Linked DNA regions of Capra hircus: region 2 is linked to region 1. Evidence: chromatin contacts called from public Hi-C data. All regions are on one chromosome and are shown on one strand. Each heading gives the region's core, a stretch centred on a gene start, on an enhancer-like site or on the middle of the called end of the contact. The rest is flanking DNA. Distances are from core to core; before and after follow the strand shown. Region 1 holds the start of WIPI1 (WD repeat domain phosphoinositide-interacting protein 1). Region 2 holds the start of ARSG (arylsulfatase G).

Evidence for each region. A called contact is a pair of places that touch in the nucleus more often than the background predicts.
Region 2: a contact with region 1 is called in a Hi-C map of liver, with 3 times the contacts expected there. The contact joins the promoter of ARSG here to the promoter of WIPI1 in region 1. A contact is called at or near these places in 2 of 5 Hi-C or Micro-C datasets (blood and liver).

Annotation. Positions count from the first base shown.
Region 1 is chr19:60,965,803-60,970,694 of ARS1.2, reverse strand. It overlaps WIPI1 (WD repeat domain phosphoinositide-interacting protein 1), which reads right to left and starts at 1,784. Exons shown (of 13, transcript XM_018063942.1): 1 at 1,604-1,784. The coding sequence starts at 1,683.
Region 2 is chr19:61,098,750-61,103,708 of ARS1.2, reverse strand. It overlaps ARSG (arylsulfatase G), which reads left to right and starts at 3,492. Exons shown (of 13, transcript XM_018063936.1): 1 at 3,492-3,666. It overlaps AMZ2 (archaemetzincin-2), which reads left to right. Exons shown (of 9, transcript XM_018063944.1): 9 at 598-845. The coding sequence ends at 753.

The sequences.
Region 1 (4,892 bases), core at 535-3,034:
CTTACAAAACATCAGAATGGTATCTAGACTATCATTTTTGTAAACTGTTGGTCTCAAACCATGAGGAAACAATTCAGTGAGTCATAAGTGGCTTAAAAGGAAAAAAGAAAAGAAAAGAAAAGAAATACAAATTCCAGAAGGTAGCCCACAAAGGAAGGGTAAATACCTGTGAATTGCTTTTCAGTGATATTATATATATAATATTGGAGAAGGAAATGGCAACCCACTCCAGTATTCTTGCCCGGGCAATCCCATGGACCGAGGAGCCTGGTGGGTCCATGGGGTCAAAAAGGGTCAGGGGACACCACTGAGCGACTAAAAAACAATGTATATTATAAATATATCTGTGTGTGCATATAGATAGATAGATACATATTGGGTAATGTTGTAACCTGTATTTCTTTTTGTGGGCTGTGGTCAAGGAAAGCTTGAAAGTCACTCATGGAACCAAACTGTCTGGCCACCAGCTTACATGGTTACACATACAGTTTTTTTTGAACAAAGGCATATTGTTTGGCAAGGGGTGTTTTTAAAGAGAAGACAAAGGGCATGGAAGGCCAGGGTTGCTTATGGCACATGACGGCCTTAATGACATCGCTGAATGTTCAGTATTAGCACAGTCCGGGCACAGATGGCCAGCACACCTGCCTGAAGGCGAGTCCACGAAGCAGCCCCACAGAAACTGGAACAGCAGGAAATGGGGGGCTAGGACCGGCCATCGCTGCCTGATGCTGTGTGGCACATTCCAAAGAGGTTATTCCATATGGTCCCCGGGACGTCTAACAATCCCACGAAAGGAGGAAAGGGAGCAGCCTTCTGCTTCTAAGGGACTGGCTCCTCCAGATGTCTCAAACACAGTCCAGCAACCCCTGGCTCACTGGCCAAAGTCCGAATGTGAACATCAAGGCGAGACACTCAAAATCCACTCAAGAAGCAAGAGGGCAGCCTGGGCTGGGGACAGCGTTCCTGGACTCCCAGGAGGAGTTCCGTCTGGCCGAGTGGGCTTCCTGAAGACGCACTGGGGGCAATGGGAAGGTTCCTGATAACCCGGCCGGCAGGCAGGCGCCCAGGCTGGGCTGGGCTGGGATCAGGCTGGACTGGCTTCGGGGATAGGTTGCCTCCTGGTCGTTGGCCCTGCCCAGATGCCACGTTGAGATGCTCAAGGACAAATGGGAAAGTTTTTCCTGAACTCCCATCTTCCTGGGCCCTAGCTATCTGTCTCGCCCGGGGTCAACTTGCAACTTCCCTGTCTGCTCCCCTCTCCTTTGTCTTGACCACCAACCCCTCCTGCCCAGACCCTCGCTTTGGTCACTCCCCGGCTCCCCAGCTTCCCCAAGCCTCCTTCTGCCCTCTCCCTGGGCTCTGTCCCCCCTTCTCCCGGCCGGCCCCTCCTGGCTCCCTGCCGGCAGGGGGACGGGGGCGCTCAGCCCCGAGCCGGAGGAGGGGCGGCCGGAGGACCCGCACCGGCCCAGGCCGCGCCGGCCGTCACGCCCAGGCCCCCGGGGCGCAGGCCTGCGCCCGCTGTCCAAGTCGCCGACTGCACGACAACCCTGATCGCGACTTTTCTCCCCCAGCTCCTGGCGGGGCAGGAGGCCCGGCTTACGTGCAGTCCTGGTTGAAGGAGAAGCAGCTGAGCGCCGCTTCCGTCCCGCCCGGGGCGCCTTCCGCGCCCTCGGCCTCCATCGGGGGCTCGACCCGGGAAGCCGCGGCTCCGATCGGGCGACAGCCACCTCAGCAGCCCGCTGGCGCCGGCCCCGCGGGCCGGTCTCCGGCCCGGCACCGCCCCTCCCCGCCAGGCCCCGCCCCGCCAGGCCTCGGCCGGGCCGCCTCATCCCGGCCCGGGCCTGCCAGGCCACGCCCCTTCCCCGCCCACCCGGGCGACCCTACCCCAGCCCGGGCCCACCCAGGCCCCGCCCCGGGCCCGCCAGGCCCCGCCTCCGCCCCGTCAGGCCCCACCTCCGCCCCGGCCTGGCAGGGCCGCCTCATCCCCGCCCGGCCAGCCAGGCCCCGCCCCGTCCCTCCAGGCCCCGCCCCGGCCCTCCGGCCGGACCAGCTGACTCAGCCATCGAGAGGGCGGGGTCCCACCGCCGGCCTCCATTGGTGAAGAGCCCACAGCGCGGCTCACAATTAGCCAACGGGCGACGGCGGTGGGCGGACCCACTCCGCTGGCGACCCGCCCCCAGCTCCGAAGCACGGCTTGCCATTGGGTGGAGGAGAGTGACGCAACGGCTGCAGGCCACGTGGTGGTGTTTTCATTGCGGGGGCGGCGGGGCGGAGCGAGGGAAGGGAGAGACCCGGCAGGTGGGCCCGGCCTGCGGGGTGAGTCCAGTACGCCGTCTGCGTCGCGGTCGCGGCGAAGCAGACGGGCCGGTGCGCCGGCCTCGCCCCACCCGACGCCCCGGCTATTAAACTGACAGTTTAGGGGCGCGCGTTGGACGCTAAGGCCCCACCCTCTTCTGGAGTCTTCGAGCTGCTTGGAAACTGTCTAGCAAGGGTGCTGAGGCCGGACAGATAAGGGGCTGTCTCATCCCTTGTCCCGCCGTTACAACTCTTACCGCAGGTTCAGAGCTATGTTAACAATGAACTTTATCTCGTTGAATTCTTATAAGTTTGTGAAGAAGGTATGATTATGCCCAGTTTAGAGAGACTGTAACAGAAGCAGAGAACTGCTACACAGTTCTGTCTGAAATAACACAGTAAATGGTAAAATGTGGAGTTGCCTGATTTCAAGACCCGTACACCAAACGACTCTGCTAGACACTATTTGGCAAAACCTGTCTGAACTGTAGCTGAAAAAAAAACCCGGAAGAAAATGTGTGTAGCATAGTATTTTTAATGAAAGGGATGGAGTTTTGTAGACAGCACAGTAAAAACTCAGGTAATTGGAGGTGAGTCCTGACGAAGGGTCCCTTTTCCCAACCTAAATACATGTTGCCATCGAATTACCAACACAGCTTATGAATCAGCAGGTCTGCTAGTTTTAGCTTCATATAATTACTGATCAATTTTTTAATTCAGGCTTTTCCAGTTTTGAGATGAAATGGTATTTTATTGTTGTCTTGCCACAGCATTCAAACTGGCATGGTTCAATTTTTCTATTATGTGGCAAAGCTATATATATATATATATATATATATAGTTTTTGAAACAGTGAACAAAGCGGCTTCTTCTCTTAAGCTTTTCTGGTTGACTTTTGGTTTTGTTTTTCTGAAATGCAAATGTAACAGTTTCTTCTTTCACTGCTATTATTCTTTCTCTCAGCTGATGTAAAAATAGCTCAGCTCATAGATGGCCAGATGTTGATTGCTCTTTAGTTGAATGTGAGGTGTTGTGTAAATTGTTGTAAGGGAGGCAGCTGCTGCTTGGATGGTTTAACTGAATCGTCCTTGTAACCTCTCAGCTCAGAGCTGATTTCCGGCTCACGTCCCAGCTCAGGCAAATGCTGCAGCCCTTTTTGTTCTATTTAGAAACCAAAAAATATGGCATGCTAGGTGTAAGGTTGTTGGGAGAATCACATAATGTGCCCAGGAGGTTTTTAAAGTCTCATTATTGCCAAGAATTTGGACTTGATGGAGTAGAGATGGGAGCTGGTGTTAGTTTTTGAGCAGGAGTGTTTCATGATAAAAGCAGTGTTTTACGCAGATAAACTGGGCCAGGGTGTGAAAAATAGATTAGAAAGGGGAAAAGCCTAGACTAAGGTGAAATTTTAGGAGTGAAAGAAGTGAGAAAGTGGGCTCTAGGATGGGGGCAAGGTTAGGACAAACCCAAGAGGTGTTTTTTCCTGTAATATATTTGACATAAAACATTGTCTAAATTTAAGGTTTACAACATATTGTAAGGTTTGCAACGTGTTGATTTCATACATTTATGTAACGTAATATGACTGCCATTGTAGATATAATTAGCCCCTCATCACGTCACACTAAGGGCTATTTGGAAGCAGTGCTATCCAATAGAAAGAAATGAGAGCCACAGGTGTGAACCCCAAATGTAATTTAAAATTTTAGAGACATATGCCTTTAAAATTTTTTGAAACCCCACCTTGTTAAAAAGGGTAAAGAAAAATGGGCAAGTTAGTTTTAATAATATTTAACCCTTTAAATGTTATTAAATTTAACCCAGTATGTCAAAAAGATCATTTTAGTAAGTAACCCACGTAAAATTGTTGATCAGTCAGTTAAATTATTGATCAGTCAGTTTAGATTGTCGTTTTTTAGCATAAATATTTAAAATCCCATGTTTCTGGGACCTCCCAGGTGGTCTGGCGGCTAAGACTCTGAGATCCCAGGGCAGGGTGCCCAGGTTTGTTCCCTGGTTGGGGAACTAGATCTCAACTAAGATCCAGCGCAGCCAAATATATAAATTAATAAATATTAAAAATAAACTAGCAATTTAAAAAAAAATCCTGTGTGTCCTTTTCACTTCCTGCATATCTCAGTTCACAGTAGCTACGTTTTAGGTGCTGTCTCATTGTCCAGGGGACTTTTGAGAGCCTAAGCTTCAGGGCCCAATGGCTGATGGGGACGTGGGGGTAGTTGGGAAGAAGAGGGAAGATTTAAAGCCATTTCCGTGGGAACCCACTCCAGTATTCTTGCCTGGAGGATCCCATGGGCGGAGGAGCCTGGTGGGCTACAGTCCATGGGGTTGCAAGAGTAGGACACGACTGAGCGACTAAACCACCAACCTCCGCCGTGGTCAGGAGGCCCACTCTGCCTCCTTCAGCAGCCAGACGTCCGGCAGGTGTTTAGGAAGATGCGTTCAGTTTCAGACCCGTTGGGGAGGTAGACTGGATGCTCATCAGAATCAAGGCTCCGATCTAGAGATGCGGACAGAGAAGAAAACTGCTCCCCTTCCCGGCTCCACGTTTTCTTGCGGCTGGTCTGCCTTATCTG
Region 2 (4,959 bases), core at 2,243-4,742, 130 kb before region 1:
CAGAACACAGTGAAATACTGAAGAGCAAAGTTCATGTTTAAACACTAGAACTATGTGGAGGTGGTTTATCTTTCCAGATGTGGGGCAGCAGTGTGATACTCCTTAGGAGGAAGGGAGGGTGTTGAGGAGGCAAGAATGTCCCTATGCCCACAGGTGCCCAGTATGCTGCGTACTGCATGGGTGTGGCCCCCCACACGGGGGGCTGCAGTCCCTGTCTGCACGTGTGCGTGCCTGCCAGCCCAGCGTGCACACTTAACTTCAGGCGTGGACACGTCCCCATGCACACTGCAGTGCCTCCTGCAACCCTTGGCAAGTCGAGAAGAGAAAACACCTTCAAACACGCGTGTCGTTCCTTCTCATCTCCTGCCCCGTGCGTCCTGTGACTGTCCCGGGTGTGCACCGCAGGCGTGGTTCTGGTGCACACTCTTTGATGAGCGTGGTCTCTCCTTCACAACCAACTCTATCAGGTGGAACATCTTCGTGGGTGGCATCCGTCACCCATGCAGATCACATGATTTGGGAGATCCGGTTTTTCTCGTGCCTGAGTCTGTTCTGCTGTGATTTGTTCAAAGATGCATCTCTTCTCTGATTTTCCAGGCGCTGGTCAAGTGGATTGATGCCGAGTCCACCGACACTCCTAGAGTTACTCCAAAACACAGTCGTGAGGAGCTGGTAACTTTGCCAAAACCTGTGGAAGCCTTTAAAGAGTGGAAGGAGTGGATCACAAGATGCCTGGCTGTTCTCCAGAAATAAGGACCTTCAGTAGGAGTAATTCAAATAAACACGTGCACATCATGCTTCCGTTTGGCTGGAGTACTTCATTGGAATAAACTGATTCTGCCTTGGGTCTGGGCAGTGGAGTGGAGGTTTTTTTTGTTTTTGTTTTTAACAGCAACTGAACTTTGAACTGTGGCTCATTTAGAATAAAAACTCAGAATTCTCCTCTCTTAGTCTGGTCTGAGGGAGCAAGCGTGTCATTTCCATTCTTCAAATATGTTTATGTCTCATGAGAGGCGAGGACCAGCAGAAGTTAGTGAGTACACAGATCCTGTGAAAAGAGCCATCTCTGACCTAAGAAAGGGTTTCTGAGGAACGCCATTTCTGGGGGGTGATTGCTGGCTCAGTTTTTGGAAAGAGGCTGCCCCCGTGGCCGGCCCGGCCTCATCACCCTCCATTCACATTCCTTCTGCTCACCTGCAGTCTCTTCTAGCCTCGGGCCCGCTGGGCCTCTTTTTTTCCTCTGCTGATGGTTAGCTGATCCCCGAAGGAAGCAACAGCTCACTTCAGTTTTTAGCAGCTCAACATGGAAGCTCCTCCCAGGAGTATTTCCAGGCGGCATTGACGGTGCCCGTCCTGCCCCGCTGTCGGTGCTTGTGGGGACGCCGCTGTTCTCAGCTTTCATAGACGGAGTCCTTTGCCAGGGGCCTTGCAGATAACGTGTCATGACTGTTAGCCAGTGCGAGCTCATATTGCTTGCTGGCGCGACAGGCTAGCAAATCGAGAGATGAGTTTTGGGGGCAAGGAATAGTGACTTTTCAGAAAGCCAGCCAGACCAAGAAGATGGTGGACTCGTGCCCAACAGAGTTAGAAATCAGGCCGCGTTTGTACTAACAGGGAAGGGGGTGTGGGTGGTGGTTGCAACTTCTTGGTGTCCAAATGCTTTGCTCTGGTAGCTGTCCACTTAAGTCACATCACCACCTTCTTACAAGCCTCCAACAGAACAGATGGTGCTTTCTGTCCTGCAGCTTTTCCTCTGTATATGGATAGAAAAAGTACACCTTTAAAGGTCAGAGCCTTGAAAATGGGCTCTGCTGTGTACTTCTGGCCACAGGTCCGCACCTGGGGGCTCGTGGGATCTGAGCTCCCTCACCAGGGCTGGAGCCTGCGCCCCCTGCAGGGGAAGTGTGGTCTCAGCCACCGGACTGCTGAGAGGGCCGCAGCACTCTTGGTAGCCACAGAGCACAGAGGTTAAAGGAAAGGAGACCGTTCCAGCAGGGACTCAGATTTGCTCTTCCCTTTTAATCAATGGTGCTTGCAGCTGTGTGTGGTGCACTCCTCCTCACAGCCTGGAGCAGGGGTCGGGTTTGTTCCTGCAGTAATCTCCCGCTCCTCGGTGCTAATGTTTGCACGAGTGAGGGGCAGCGTGGGGCCGCTACCTGTGCGTCTGCCAGAAATGCTCACATCAGGCTGGGAACATGGGCTGGATGTCCAGAAGGGGAGCAGATCAAAGACCTGAGACCAGCAGACTGCTGGGTGCAGGACATCTAGAAGCTAGAGCAAATCACGTGACCTGCATGCTGGCGGATGGACTTCCACTTCTCATTTAACCTGGAAGGGGAAGCTAAAGGCAATTTTTATTTTCTCCCTTTTACGCCTGAATCCTAGCACTGTTGTTATTTACGCAGCTCGATTTAAAGCACATTTTAGAACGAAATCAATGGCTTCACCTCCAGACTCCTGTTCGGTGAACCTCTAGTCATTTAGAAAACGGTGGCTTGTCATTAAAACTAAGCGGAGGGCAGAGACCAGGTCTTCTAAGAAACACTGCAAAGGGGACCGAGCAGCATGGACTCTGATGGATCTGCTGCGGGTTTTATTTCCTCCCGGAGTTACGCTTTAGGTCTCCTCCATTCCCCCCAGTTTCCTTTCACTGCCCTGCAGGGTGGGCACAGTGTTAGTCCAGTAGGTCGGCTTTAGTTGCAGACCTACAAGAACTCAGATTCGATTAAATGTGTAAGGGGGCGGGGTTTCAGTCGTTTGGTGAAGACGTAAGTCTGCGCTGACTGCACCGTGGGACCAGCAACAAGGTCTGTTAAGAGGTCTGCTCCCTCCCGGCGCAGGCTGCAGTTCTGGCGTCTACTCTGCGATTGCCACTTGGGAGTCGTGTGTAAATGCATTGCATTACTTTTGGAACACTTCTTAGGGTTAAGTTAAACAATATAATTTGTTTCTTGCAATTAAAGTTAAAACACTATGGATAAATGTAGTTTTTAAAAATGATTCTCACTTAATGACAAAACCTAGGCAGTTTTTCCTCTGCAAACGCTGAGCCAAAAAGGTATTTGAGAGGAAAACATGAGTAACTTTCCACCTTGTGAACACCATTCTAGAAAACAGTCCGAAGCGTTCCCGGCGGCGCCCAGGGACTTAGCAGGGTCGCTCGGGTCACGGGAACGGTCGGGGTTCAAGTTCAGGCCGCGGGGACTCTACGCGGAGGCCGAGCGCCGTCCCGACCCCGGCTGCGCCCCCGAGACGCCCGCGCCGCGAGCGCGCGCTCCCGCACCCCGGTCCCGCGCCGCCCCGCGGCCCTCGCCGCCCCCGCCCCCCGCAGGAAGCGCCCGGCAGCTTCCGCCCAGGGCGCCCGGCCCGGCCCGTAAGCGCGGCGGGACCGGACCGACCCGACCGGCGGCCCCGGCCCCGACCCGACCGGCGGCAGCCGCGCGGGGCCGCGGGGCGCGCGCAGGGCCGTGAGGGCGTCCGTGCGGGCCCGGCCGGCCGAGGCCAGGCCCCCGGCGGCAGCCCTGCCCGCTCCTCGGGGCCCGCGGGTGCTCGGAGCGGCCCCGGCCGCGGCGCCGGCCCTGGAGCCCGTGAGCGCGTGCGGACAGAGGCGGGGGCCACTGGCGTGACGGCGCGGCTCCGGTCCTCAGGGCGTCCCGGCATCAACAGGTGACCGCGCGAGCTCCCCGAGGCGTGGACATTCCGTGGGCCGGGGGTGGGGGCACTGAGGCGGGTCTCCTGGCAGGGCCGGTGTCCTACGACAGTGTCGTCTGTGCTCGCGGCGCCGGGCGCTGCTCTTCGGGACAGGCCCCCTACTCCCTGCGACTTCGGACCTTGAACCGCGTGGCTCCCGCTCCCCGCCCCCAGCCCTGACGACCACCGTCTATTCCCTGCGTTTAGCAGCTCTGCTCTTTTCGGCCCCAGACGTGTGAGAGGTCCCACGGCGTTTGTCCTTCTCCGTCTGACTTGTGTCACTGTCCATTATATTCTGGACTAAGCCTGCACATTCCGTGGGTATCTTGCTGGGACGGCGCGCCTGGGTTCCCAGTGGCCGCGTGCCCAGCGCTCGGCAGCCGGATGGCTCCTGGCTGCTGTGTTGGACAGTGCGGTCGGTGCTCAGTTGTGGCCGGTTTCCAGTCTGCGTGGGAGGGTGTCCCTTTGAAGTTGAGTTAACAGGAGAGAGAAGCTTCTGGAAGGAAAAGGTTGTGGGGTCTTCAGTGTGTGCAGACCGTGTTCATATAGGCTGAAAGCTGGGGGTCCCTGTGAAGGCTTCTGGATTCCCCGTGAATGTGCTTTGGGGACCTGCTGTGATTCCCTGGAACAGATGGGTTTTTTTTTAGCTCTCTCTTTCCATTGCCAAGGGCCTCCTGCGTCGTTTTCGCTTTTGGAAAGCGAAGTTGCGAAGTGTTAACAGTGTGGAAACAAGCGCAGGCTGGTGTGAACTCGTGTGTAGTTAAACCAGCAGCCGAGATGACCCCAGGGCTCCCTCATGTCCAGGTTCTGCTCTGTCTTCACTATGCTGCATGACCTCATAAGAAGGACAGCGCCACAAGCAGGAGATTCAACTGGTTGTTTTCAGATTGTTTATAGAAGAGGTTGTGAGATTAAACTTTCTTTCAACCTCTTTTCAAGTGGGACCATCTGGGGCTGCTCAAAGTCAGAGAAATCCCAGTGCTTTGCTTTAACACCAAAAAGAGAGAGACTCAGTACATAGAAAATTACTTGCTCCCAGTTGAACCACAGGGGAAAGGAAGCATCCTTGAGGGAATTCCCTGGTGGTCCAGTGGTTAGGACCCCAGCCTTTCACTGTGGAGGGCCCGGGTTCAGTCCCTGGTCTGGAAACTAGGATCCTGCCTGGTGCGGCAAAAAAAAAAAAAAAAGGCGATAGAGACAGACATCATGGAAGAAAAAAGTCTGCTGGAAAATAGCTTGTACCGTGTTAAGTCATTTCCGTTGTGTCTG